Regions from separate parts of the Danio rerio genome. Here region 2 is linked to region 1. Evidence: chromatin contacts called from public Hi-C data. All regions are on one chromosome and are shown on one strand. Each heading gives the region's core, a stretch centred on a gene start, on an enhancer-like site or on the middle of the called end of the contact. The rest is flanking DNA. Distances are from core to core; before and after follow the strand shown.

What was found. Hi-C and Micro-C count contacts between places; a contact is called where the count stands out from the background.
Region 2: a contact with region 1 is called in a Hi-C map of an unstated tissue, with 2.2 times the contacts expected there. The contact joins the promoter of trpm4a here to the enhancer-like site in region 1. A contact is called at or near these places in 2 of 18 Hi-C or Micro-C datasets (caudal fin and an unstated tissue).

The regions. Positions count from the first base shown.
Region 1 is chr3:31,266,554-31,272,947 of GRCz12tu, reverse strand. It overlaps prr12b (proline rich 12b), which reads right to left. Exons shown (of 16, transcript XM_680992.9): 15 at 3,389-3,484; 16 at 2,081-3,297. The coding sequence ends at 3,160. It overlaps si:ch211-195b15.7, which reads left to right. Exons shown (of 14, transcript XR_012401071.1): 13 at 19-289; 14 at 1,216-2,075. Among named protein-coding and RNA genes, the nearest start is that of si:ch211-195b15.7, 15 kb to the left of the region's middle. Within about 2 kb of position 1,282, at least 18 of the 62 cell types and tissues checked have an H3K27ac peak or open chromatin away from gene starts, as enhancers often do.
Region 2 is chr3:31,300,854-31,307,761 of GRCz12tu, reverse strand. trpm4a (transient receptor potential cation channel, subfamily M, member 4a) reads right to left here and starts at 3,005. Exons shown (of 28, transcript NM_001288815.2): 1 at 2,837-3,005; 2 at 940-1,001. The coding sequence starts at 2,911. It overlaps scaf1 (SR-related CTD-associated factor 1), which reads right to left. Exons shown (of 12, transcript XM_073944590.1): 11 at 6,198-6,326; 12 at 5,029-6,109. The coding sequence ends at 5,951. It overlaps LOC141381224 (a long non-coding RNA gene), which reads left to right. Exons shown (of 7, transcript XR_012401080.1): 7 at 276-665.

The DNA.
Region 1 (6,394 bases), core at 33-2,532:
GATCTCGTCCTCTCCCAGTGAGCAGGTTTGTGAAGTACACTGGTTACGGTAATGCAGCTGGACTGTTGGCAGCACGGGGTCTTTTGAACGGCCGTGGCTCTTCTCCTCAACCACAGTACTCCAGTGACTCTGACTCAGACACGGAGGAGTACAGACAGGCCCGGGACAGGATTAACCCTGTAACGGGACGGGTGGAGGAGGAACAGCCTGATCCAATGGAAGGGATGACTGAAGAAGAGAAAGAGGCAGAGGCGCTCAGACTCATAAATATGTTCAACAGGCTGTCACGGTATGTATGTTTGTGTGTGTGTGTGTGTTTGAGAGAGGGATCCTTCACAAATGTAGTGGCAGGGGCAGACAAACACACTTGATTAAAAGTATAGCTAGCCTGATAAAATGTTACTCAAGTAAAAAAAAAAAAAAAGTTTCTTTTTCAATTTGGCTTGAGACAAAATGCAATAATTCCTGGCTACGGGCCTGCAACTCTTCATGTCTCCAAACATTTCTCCTGTTAAAAACGTTTTACTTCACTAAATTCAGGGAGTTAATAACAAAATTTTGTTATGGAAATTATTGAGTATAAGCAGGGGTGGACTTAACCTATAAGCGAGGTAAGCAGCCACTTAGGGCCCCAACCAATGCCATGAAGCCTATATTATTCCTAAAGGTCTTTTATACATTTTTTTTAATCATATGTTGTAAAATCTGTCTATAATCATTAAGATTTTAATACTTATAGTTCTTTTCAAAACTGAGGACCCCCACCATGAATAGTGGAACGTTCTTTCCGTACTGCACACGCAGATATTAAAGTCTAATCACAAAAATGGTTATTTAACTGTACTTATAATTAGTTTGTGAACTTGTGTTTTATATTTGTGAATTTATTGTATTTAATTTTACATTAACAAGATAAAGCTTCCACGTAAAATATATTTTAACATGCAGTTTACTTACATAAAAACACATATACAGAGAAAATAAATATCTATAGAGAAAGAGAGTGTTTTGAGTTTTACTGCTAGGGCCCCCAAATCCGCCTCTGAGTACGTTTCCAAAAAATATGAAAGTCTTGTAGAGATACTTTAAAAATGTGTCCAAGTACTCCAGTAAAATAAAAACAGCCGCTTTTCACCACTGTTTAGTGCACTACTTACCCATTTCCTAATAAACATGTTAATAAATGAACTGTTTTTGCTCACCACATCCGCTCAGGGGCAAGATCATTCAGCCGATGGGAGTGACCACTGACGGCAAACTAGCGCCGCTGTGTGGCCAGACGAGACACAGCGCTGTGCAGGAGGAGGAGGAGGAAGATGAGGAAGATGATGATTGTAGTGAGACAGAGCAGTAAGGAAGGAGTGGATGTCAAGATGATGATTAATAAGAGGCAAGATATTTTATACTCATAACAAATATAGTGACAAAACATGATAGTGGAGCAAACTATATCTTATGAAAATGTTCAGAATATGTAATGTGAAAAAATGAAGCTCTCTATGATGCGATTAAAATAAGGATAAAAGTAATTTATATTATAGCAGAGAATGTGATTTATTTGTTATTACTCATAAGCTAGAAACAGTCAATTAGGAAGCTACTCAAAAGCAAAGGAGAAAGAAAGAGACAAAGAGCGAAATGGGCATCACACCAAAGACAGACAAACACTCCTGGAAAATGCTGCTGCTGTTGCCATGGTAATGTTACCATGGTAACAACAGGAAATGCAGTTCTACGGCTTCTTTTTTTTTCCCTGGCGCTCCAGCAGGAGTGGAATGTTTACCTTGAAGAACTGCTGAGGCTGGTCTGACACTCTTGAATGCTGGCACCCTACACCGAGAATCATGAAAAATCATGAAAATAATGTCATTATTCAACTCCTCAGAGAAACGCTTTCATTTGCAGAGTGATTAGTCAGCACTGGGAACTTTTGAACATGATTACAGTGTTCAGAGCAGGTTGCTTGGCTGTACTGCTTGATTTCCAGTGCATTCTCTCCATTCATACACATCTTAAATGCAAAATAGCAGCTTGTACACTAAGAACAAATAAACAATAAAGAAAGATCCAAGGCAGTCTCTTGTGAAAATGCATGATTTTCATAAAGTCATTTTCTTTTCTTTTATTTGCGTTTGTCAAATACAGGAGGATTCATGTACAGATGAGGGACGGGTAGAGAGAGACTGAAGCAACTGTACAATATTTACAGAAGAGAGAAATAAGCAAACCTCCAAAATAATATTAATAATAATAATAATTATCATCGTAAACAACCAACAGATAAAAAAACAAACAGTAAACACAGACATTTTGCACACTTTAAAATCGATTACATCCCTCTGCACAGTCGTGTTTTCTTTGAGAAAACGAACACGTACACCTCTTTTTCCGCATTTTCTTTTAAAGAACAAACAGAAAGAACACGTTTCATTTTAAATACAGTTTTTTTTCTTTTGCTCTATTTTCTTTTTTTTCGTTGTTGATGTTGTTGTTGACAAAAAAGGAACTACACACTGCTTTGACCCCGCTTCTTTAGTCCACATCCTGCCCGCCTTGTCCTTCAGTTGAGGGGACAGGACGTTTGGGGGTCTATGGGTGGCTCATTTCATGTACACCCTCATAAAACATGAGCATTATTATTCAAAATAATAACAGCAAACTGTCCCAGCTCTGGGAGGTAACCATGTATAAATGTCCATGTATAAATAATACAAATCATAATTGTTCATAATACATATTTATATAGAAGAGTGTGCGTGGAACATAGCATTCAAAGCTCACCTCTGCCAAACCACTGCTGACCAGTGAGGTTTTCAACCCTGTTCCCTTTGGCACTATCGTTATTTGTCTCTGTGCAGACAACTGTCTTTACACATTTGCTTTTTTTTTTGTTGTCGTCGTCGTTGTTGTTGTTTTCATACCGTCTCCCTGTGGCTCCAGTCGCAGGGAGCTGACACATAATGAAAGAGAGAGGAATGAAGGCTTTACAAAAAACATTTCATGTTAAAATGCAACAGCTTAAACCGCCACTGGCTCTTTCACATTCTGCAAAGGAAAATCTCATTTTCCTGCAACCTGGAGGTGCAGCGGCTTCATCTGAGAGGACGCAGTTTCTCCTCTCTCCAAACAGGACGTGTTTGGATCGTGGACAGCTGAATCTTAAGCCTTGGTGCTAAGCGTCAGCAGTTCAATAAAGGAATTGAACAGAGTCTCCAGCCAGCCCTGGTTGGCCATGCACTGCTGAACCACCTCCTCCTGACCTGGATCCTCCTCTGCTGCCTGTTCAATGCTGTCCGTCTGAGCATAGAGAATGAGAGAGAGAGAGGACAGGGTTTTTATCAGGGACACAGTGACGCATTTCTTAAGAAAAGCTCTTATTCTCGCATACCTCCTTTTTACAGTGCAGAAAGGTGTGATATTTGTAGTGATGAAGCGAGTGATAGAGACTGTATTTTCGACATGTCTCTGTCGACAGCTTCAGGTCCTGACAGGAACATAATAGAGATTGGGTTACGAGCAAAGAAAGAAAGCTCTGAGACCTCAAGATAGGCATGCATATGAAGTGCAATGACCCCAAAAACAATTTGGACACTACAGGGTTTGCTTTATTGTTCCAAGCGTGACTGACTTATTTTTATCTGTGGAAAAGATGACATCTGGTTGTGCAAAAAGTTCAAATGTATTGAAAAAACATTGACAAACCACTGCATTACAACAATCTTTTCACCAAAAATGTCCTTTTATTATATAATTTATAAAAGATTTATGGTAATATTTATTATATTTAATTTAATACTGATGTTTTGTTTGAAATAAATATTTAAGTTTCATAAATTTGCACAGTGTTTAAGCAGTCAAGAGTTCTAAAGATAAAACAGCATGTATAAAAGTAGTGTTTACGTGCAGAAAAACTAGAAGAAATTATACCATCCCTTACTGGTTCTTTAAAGACCTTTGACAAGTTGTGGTGCTCCTTTTTAGCTTTGCTGGCTATATATATATATATATATATATATATATATATATATAAATATATATATATATATATATATATATATATATATATATATATATATATATATATATATATATATATATATATATATATATATATATATATATATATATTTCATTATTATTTATTTTATTTTTTATAGGGCTATAGCCTAAAGGGAAGCTATAGGCTGTTGAGAGTGGGAAGTGTTTATTTGGGGTGGTGTTAACAACAACATTAAAGGACAATTATAAAATGAATGTTGTAATTCTAACACACATACATACACACACACACACACACACACACACACACACACGTTTTTTTGTGAAAACAAAATAAAAGATTATGACACTTTTAGGAAATAAGCATTCATCAGGTCCAAATACACCCAGAATGTATAACTGTAGGAGGGTAAAACCATTCTTTAAAGCAATTCACAGAATAAATAAACCCTTATAGGGTTTAGAGTGAAATGAGTCTAATTACAATTTTTTCCACCGGTCTACACAAATTTTCAAAACCGTGTCACTTTTTTGTTAAAACTCTACAAACACCTCTTAAACTGCACACACAAACTGCCTCACATTTGCATACAAAATACCATAAACATGTCAGAACGAAGAATTAGCATCAAATGGCAAACACTTCTTTGTTAATAGTAAATGTTTGGATATAGCATGTTGTTCTAAATCTAAAGCTCTTTGCTGTTTCGTAGGCTTAAATCTATATTTTAATACAAAGTTCTACAGTGAAAATAATTTGCTGAGAAGGTAATAGGTACACTGTACACACCAATCACATGAAGAAACAAAAAAAAATTTAGTAGTCCAAACATTAATGTTGTATACAGTAGCATACAACATAACCATGAACATGCTGTATGTACAAATGTAAACAAATAAAAAATATATATATATATATGTAAAGCGGAATTATATATATATATATATATTACAGTAAAGAACACAATTGCATGTGTGTGGTCTTGGGGGGTAGTCCATTGCCTGAAGAAGCTTAAGAACTTTGGGTATATTGAACTTGCCAGTGGCAGGCTGAGAAGAATTCCTCTGTTCTTTTGTAAAGGAATTTAGGACTTAGAAAATGTAAATACGCATTAGGTACAAAACTACAAATTATGGATAAGTGGCAAACCAGCTTTTGTTTTTTAACCCAAAACAGCCCAGTTCTGTAAGTTGAGTTATTTCACTCTGATTTTAATGTTTTAAAACCAGTTTTAACCCTGGTTATCACATTCTATGTGTATTTAGACCTGATAAATGCTTAGTTTCTAAAACAGTCATAATCTTTTATTTTGTTTTCACATAAAATTATATTTGAATTCACGAGTCATTTCTTTATAATGATTATAGGATAAACCCAAAAATTATTATTAGCAGGGATTTTTTTGCAGGCATTGTTTAAATTTGTCATTTATTATGTGTGTGCGTGTGTGTGTGTATAAATATAAATTTAAAGTATGAAAATTCCCCTGGAATAAATGTAATGTCTTTTATTAGGTTTTCTACATGAAATATCAGTTAGAATATTCATTTTATAATTATCCTTTAATGTTGTTGTTAACACAACCCCAAATAAACACTTCCCACTCTCAACAGCCTATAGCTTCCCACTGAAAAAAATAAAAAATAAACATAATTAATAAGTTAAAAAAATTAATGAATAAAATAAATAATAATAATAAAGATAAAAAGAAATAATAATGAATAATAAATCTGTAATCATATATTACTGCTCAGCTTAAGAATCAAGAGAGTTAGCCAGCAGATAAGCTAAAAGGAGGCCCCACAAGTTGTGAAAGGTTTTTAAAGAACCAGTAAGTGATGGTCTAATTTCTTTTAGTTTAATGCAAGTACCACTTTTATTCATGCTCTTTGGTCACTTTTGGCCTATTTATAGGCCTTTACTACAGTGACAGGTTAGTAATCAGTTAAGAAATGAGTGTTTCCACATTTGAGTAGTGTGTGTGTGAGAGAGTGTTTCATTTTGAATGTTTGTGTTTGGAAAAGGAAAGCATGTAGCTTCCCTTTAGATCTTTGTGTTTTAGGTAGAGTTGATTGTAGTGTTTTGAAAAAAAGTGTTTTATTCAATAAAAATCTGAGTTCAAGGCTGTGAAACAGTTTCTGGTTTTGGAGATTTGCAGTGTAGTTTTGCATTTTGAGTAAGATGTTTGAGAAATTGTGTGACATGAAATGATTGTGTGTGTAACCAATTGGAAAAAACAGTATGAATATGACCACATTATACAACAAAACATCACAGCAAATAGCAGATACAAGCAAATGATGCCTTTTTTAGCCTTTTTGCAATGACATTTAATCAGATGGTCCCAGGTGATTCTAGTGGAGGTTTAAAATCCCTCAAGTTCACATAGGCGAT
Region 2 (6,908 bases), core at 1,756-4,255, 33 kb before region 1:
AGTTCTAGTAAATTGAAACAGTGTCAGTCCAGTTTTCATAGTTGAAGTTCAGTTTAGTTCAGCTCAGTGTGGTTTAATTTTCACTGCTGAAAGTCCAAACACTAAAGAGCAAATCCTTCGATGTGCAGCTCCTCAAGTCTTAAAGCAAGCAAGCCAGTGGTGACAGTGCTGAGTTATACACTTCACCAATTGATGAAAGTGAAGGAAAAAACCATAAGAGAAACCAGGCTAAGTTGGGCACGACCATTTCTTCTCTGACAAAACGTTTTGTGCAGAGCTGCAGTCTAGGCGCCGGGGGCTGAAGAACACTGGACGTCCATTGTGGAGAAGCTGCAGGTGTGAGTAGGTCACGGGTGGGTGTTCAGGCCGGCCCACAGGATCAATTTGAAGAGTAATCTGTCACGGCGTCTTTCAGGAAATGGTCTCATGCTCATGCAGGATATGGCCTGGTCCAGGATTATGGATACCTCTATGGTTGCCATTCAGGGCATGAATTCAATCTTGTTTATATGTGTGTATCACTGACACTGTAATATGTGACCTGTTCATTTTAATGCAATACATCAAAATGGTAGTAACCTAAATCAAACTCAAGAATGTCACGTAATGTACACATCATTGATTGAATAAATAAATTAGATTAAAACTGTACCTGCCCAAATCCCATTATGAATCAAGCCCATTACATTTAACAATAGCTTGAAATAAAGAGAGGAAAAGGACACGGATTATAATGAGTTGACAAATGGTTAGGAGTTCACCTGTATTCAAGACAAAATGACATGTTTGTTGACCCACCCTACATTGCCAAATCCGAGATTTAACGGCTCAGCTCATATTACAAGAGGCTGAATGACTGTTTTAAATGACAGAAAGGACTGAATAGTTTCCTGCATAGTAAATCTAAATGCATGAGAAATGAAAAAAAAACTGCTGTACCTGCATGAATCCTCCACAAAGGTGGTGCACACTCTCTTTTTAATCATCTTTGGGATCCAACTCTACAATGCAGACATTACACAGTAAAGTATGAGTCATTTTCGCATGCAGGTCCGGTTTCTTTTCAAAGTCAGCAGCCGAGAAGAGCAAACTATTTTGTTGAATAGCAAAAGAGCTTACAAGGAAATGTAATCCTAATCACGGAAACACATTTTATTCATTTGCCTATTTTAGTTGCCTCAAAATTTAATTTAGCTAAAAACATGGAACAACAAAACCTTAATCACACAACCGAACTACTGCAATTTTAAATGGATAATAAAATTTAAGGCTTTTGTCTGCATGAAAGTACATAATGTTCTAGCAAATTGATGTATTTAGAAACATTGATAAAAACATGAAAATAACTATTATTATAAAATTATAATAATTATATGTTATAATTATATGTTATTACAAAAAATAGATGAGATAAAGGATGAAACACACAAGTGATCATTTATGAGCACTGTACACAAATAGACTTACTTTCTGATTTTTCCTACAACTACAGACACATTTCATATTTATTCAACATACAGTTGAAGTCAGAATTATTAGCCCCCCTTTAATTTTTTTTCTTTTTTAAATATTTGCCAAACATTGTTTATCAGAGAAAGGAAATTTTCACAGTATGTCTGTCAATATTTTTTCTTCCTGAGAAAGTCTTTATACTACAATAAAAGCAGCTTTTAAGCAGCCCCTTATTGCAATATTGTATCCCAATTTTCTACAGAACAAAACATCATTATACTATGACTTGCCTAATTACCCTAACCTGCCTAGTTAAGCTAATTAACCTAGTTAAGCCTTTAAATGTCACTTTAAGCTTTACAGAAGTGTCTTGAAAAATATCTAGTCACATATTATTTAATGTCATCATAACAAAGATAAAATAAATCAGTTATTAGAATTGAGTCATTAAAACTATTATGTTTAGAAATCTGTTGAAAATATGATTTTCGCTAAACAGAAATTGGGGACAAAAATTAACAGAGTGGCTAATAATTGAGGGGGACTAATAATTCAAGTGGGCTAATAATCCTTACTTCATCTGTATAAGCTATGATATACCTTAAAATTGCTGATAATTCAGCATAACCAGCATTGCAGTTTTAAAACATTTTACGTGGGTGGCTAATTTGTATAAATTCAAATCTTACTCAAATGTCATTCATATATTTTGGTACAAAATGCTGGTTGTGACGGTTATGTTTGCCAAGACAGATAAATGCGATAAACACAACTTCTTACGGGTCCATGTTACTTTATAATTTGCAGCTATCCTTCAAACTACAAGGATTGGCTCATTTATCAGCAAGACATTTTTAGAAGTGAATATCATATACATTTAAGTCAGTTTTATCATCTATCATTTATTTATTTTAATAAGGATATGTATTCTATTATAGTTTACATAAATATATTTATTACACTGAAAGACAATTTGCCAAAATGAGAAAAAGAAAACTGGTGTTAGTCAAACTAAAATTAGATTATAAAAAATAAGCATTTTATGCCTCTTGCATATGGAGCTTACCAGTTTGCTTAGGACAAACTTCAGCTCCAGCTTTTTTAAATATAAAACAGTTTTGACTATTTAATTTGATGCATTTACCAGTCTGTTCAGTAGTTTTGTCAGTCACTTGTTTCATGGCGTGTTTTACATAACTACACTTGTTGCAGTCATGAAAATTGTCTTTTCAAACATTTCCTGACTTTTAATAGTGTGCTATTTAATAAAACCGAAATACCTTAAAAATATCCACTTTAACATTTTACTTTACTTATTGAGAAGGATTTAGCGGATTATTCACACATACCAGACTTCCACATACCAGAATTTACAATTACACACCTGATCCTTTTGGGCTTTTCTCTCTCCTCCCCCACAGCCTTCACTCTCTTTCTCGACTCTCTTCATTTTGATCATCTTGCCGTCTTCTACTTTAGATGATTGTTAATTGTTCTTCATAAGAGCTCCATCAGTAGTCCAGTTCCACCTATGCTCAACCTGGCTGTGAACCGGATTCCCACTTTTTTTTTTCTTACAGTCGTCATTGTGTAAACCCCGCCCACACCACGCGCGCTCCCCTGGACGCGTTCCTGCACGTCTTTGTAATGGTCGGATTGTGTTCTGTTGGATTACCACACAGTGGGCGTCGAGGGAAGGCAAAACAAATATACGCTCTTGATAAGTCGTGAAGGGAAAAAGATAAGACGTTCCACATTGTTTTAATCCGCATATCATTCGCAGGCAAACTGTGGTGATTAGTAACCAAAGATTGTGTTATCGATTGCGGTAAATGACTGACAGATAAACGGCTACTTGTGATCAATTTATGATCACATATTCTGCTTAATACACTATTATTTCGTTAAATATATATAGAGATATTACTGGATCTGAAACAAAACTCTTAATATTTCATGTACCTCCAGCATAACTGCATCACTTCAAAAAGACGCCTGCTTTGACAATTTCAGCATCAGGAAGTCATAATCGGATAGTTCACTTGACAAATACGCATTATTGTTTTCTTCTTAATAATTCTAGGAAAAATTACAAAGGACTGGATGAAAATTGAAATCTTTAAAGTTTGTTTTTATACAACAAATATACAAGATAGAAACTTTTTCAAGATTAAAGCTAAAATTTAGTTTTAAAACAGTCGTACAATCAGTGGTACACATGATCAATTTTAAATACTCAAATACAACACTAATATTAATGTTTTCTTTTTACAAGAAGCTTAAATTGTTGCTCTCACATCAGTCCATTTAATTATATTCAGGTCGTATCAAACGAATCAAGGTAGAGCTTGTAAAATTCTGATGCAGGACCTGCTTCATTACAATTGAACTGATGAGGTCACTGTTCCAGGTCTCAGACTATTTAGCTGACAAGCTCAAAAATGTGTGTAGTACCTGCTGTACAAGTCTGCGTAAAACTGGCTCCAGGTCAGGTCATCTTGAAATGATGAAATTTTAGGTCCACATTCTTTTCACTGTTTAGGCAAACCATCAAAAAAGTATGAATTAGTTGATTTGCACAAGAGAATGGCTATTTTAATACTTGACAATGTAATAAAACTAATAATACTATAGATATCTATTTTTGCTATGGTAAAAGAGTTATTGATCAAAATATAGAGGAATGAAACTATAAAGAATTGTTTGTTTATCATTCACTCTCAGAAATAAGGGTGTGCAAGCTGTCACTGGGGCGGTACCTTTTAAAAGGTAGACATTTGTGCCTAAAGGGTTCAAATTTGTACCTCAAACGTATATATTAGTTTCTAAAAAATAGACAAACACTTTTGTAGTTTTTAGGTACCAATATGTACCCTGAAGGTATTAATATTGACCTTTTAGGTACACAATTGTACCTTTTGAAAATGTACCATCCCAGTGACAAATCGCATTTCTTTATTTCTGAGAGTGTATATTCTTATATATATTGCAAGATTAAATGTTTAAATAAATAGTGCACACTATAGAACAGATCATTGTAAAAGACTGATTTAACATGTGCTTGAATTTCGCTTAAACCAACTTCAATATTTTTATGCAGTTAAAAATATACTTAATGTTGAAAATATTACACATGTTGTCCTGTGAAAAAGGGCGCTACAAAAAGGTACAGAAAGTAAAGCATTACCTACAGTCCACCTAAAGCAGGGGGATCAATAGAGAAAATCTTCATTAGGGTTAAGTGAACATTGACAATTGTGGTAAATCATTTCTGTGCTTTTCTTTTTTGTTTTGACCTCCAGCAAATATCAAAAGCTTTTACCCTCAAGTTTCACAAATTACAAACAACTGACTGTCATTGTCAGACTAAACTAGAAGGAATTAAACTTTAGATATGTATTATATCTAGGGAAATGTCTCAGATCAATAAATAGGGCAAGCTCTCTGATCGCACTTGAACAACACGTTTGTTTAACTAAAATGGCTGGAAATGAACAAGCTCCACTCATTATCAAAGTTCTGCTTGGAGAGTTTTAAAATTGTCGGTTTTGTGAAGAAAACAACCAGACGTCTTCATTTGGAAGTTAGGGCACAAATTTATCTCTCATAACCTTTAAAATCACTACAGTTTTCTTCAGTACAAATAAAATCAAAAACACATGCATTTATCAACCATTCATATACACACTGTAGTACCTCTTCCAACGACTGTCTTCGGCCAACTCAATTATATTATACGAAACTCTTTTTGGAGAAAACAAGTTCTGTAACTAAATGATAGATTTTTGTCAGATTAATTTTAAATTTCAATATAATTAACCAAAAATCAAAAAAATAGAATAGATCCAGCGTCGTCAAACATCAATCAGTTCCCTTTACATACAGATTAACTGTCTTGAGATGGAACCATTGGTAGATAACTTCCATTCCAGAGCTATCGCTAAACTTGAAAGGGTGTCACGTGTCTAAGCAGCACACCTTTACAAACAAATGCTCTGAGACAGTGAGAATATCAGGCCAATAATACAAAATAAAGGGTAACGTTAACATTCAGTTTTCAATTCTTTCATTCACTTTTTCATACTCGAAACCCCAATAGTAATAACTGAGTAACCTAGTTGTCTACTTAAAATGTGCACCAATCTCAGAAAGGGAGAGACGAAGAATGAACACCCATGTAGTGTACTTAAAGTATGTACAGATTGAATATCATAAGAAATAACGTGTTATCTTGATCTCTCCCTATTTTGACCATTTTCAGTACACTTTAAAGCCATACCACAATTCTATACTCATAGTTATTTATAGCAAGACAAGAAAGAGAGACGGGAAGGAGGGTGGAGTACTCAAGTTTACATGATGTCAACACATAGGGGGAACAGAGCAATATAACAAACGACGGTCACTCAATAGCCACGGTGGGCCCAAACACGTGCAGGGGAGGAGATTTAGCAAACTTGTTCGACCAGATGGAACAATATAACCAGTTCTTGTCCAATCATGATGAGGAATGCATGGAAGCAGACTCTCTGTCTTCTCTCTCTTCGTCGTCCATCTTGCGGCCGTGCTTTCTGAAATATTTGTACCTCTGGACGTAAAGCTTGACCAGGTTACTCACTTTCACTGGATTGATTTCGCCTGTTCGGCTGTGACAAATCTGTGCGGAAAAAAACAGACTCTGCTATACACTTTCTGCATGTTATGTTGAACAGTGGAAAACAGGGCTGTCTTGAAATGACATTTACCTTGTGCACAGCTTTCCTTAAAATATCCTTGTAGTCATCTTTGTTGATGTCCTTGCGCTGGTAATATGGCTTGATTGCCAATTTGACTTCCTCTACTGCCCTCTCCTGGGTGTGCAGCTTTTTCAGATACTATGAAAAAGAAACCTTGAATGAAATTGGGGCTATTGTTGACCAAACACCAGTTTGGAAACATTGAGATTTTTGGATTAATGGCTCAGTGTAAACATAATAGAGAGAAAGCACAGTTTAAAGCATTCAGGTGCAAGAAACAGAAACTTTTGCAGCTTTACCAGAGTTTATGGGCTTGGTCACACCAGGCATGATAGCGATAAATATGTTTGTGTCGACACAGACAAACCATAATGTTAATTTTTAGATAATGCTTTTAATTCTGTATGATTCCTTATAACCAGCAGGTGTCCTTAGTGTGCTACCATTTCATCTGAACATAATAGAGATTGTTGTTTAATCAATATATTCAAATTTATAATTAAATCTAATTTAACGATCATAGTCAGTTCCCCAGCATTTTCAAAGACGACAAAGACACACAAACTAGCACTGAATTCCTGTGGTATTTTAATTTATTAATTACTTTCAATTTATTGGTCTTGGAAATATGATTTAAGGGTCTTGCATATTTGTCTTCTTAATGCATATATAAACTATATTTCAAAAGGGGTCGTACACATATGCACCGCACCATGCATT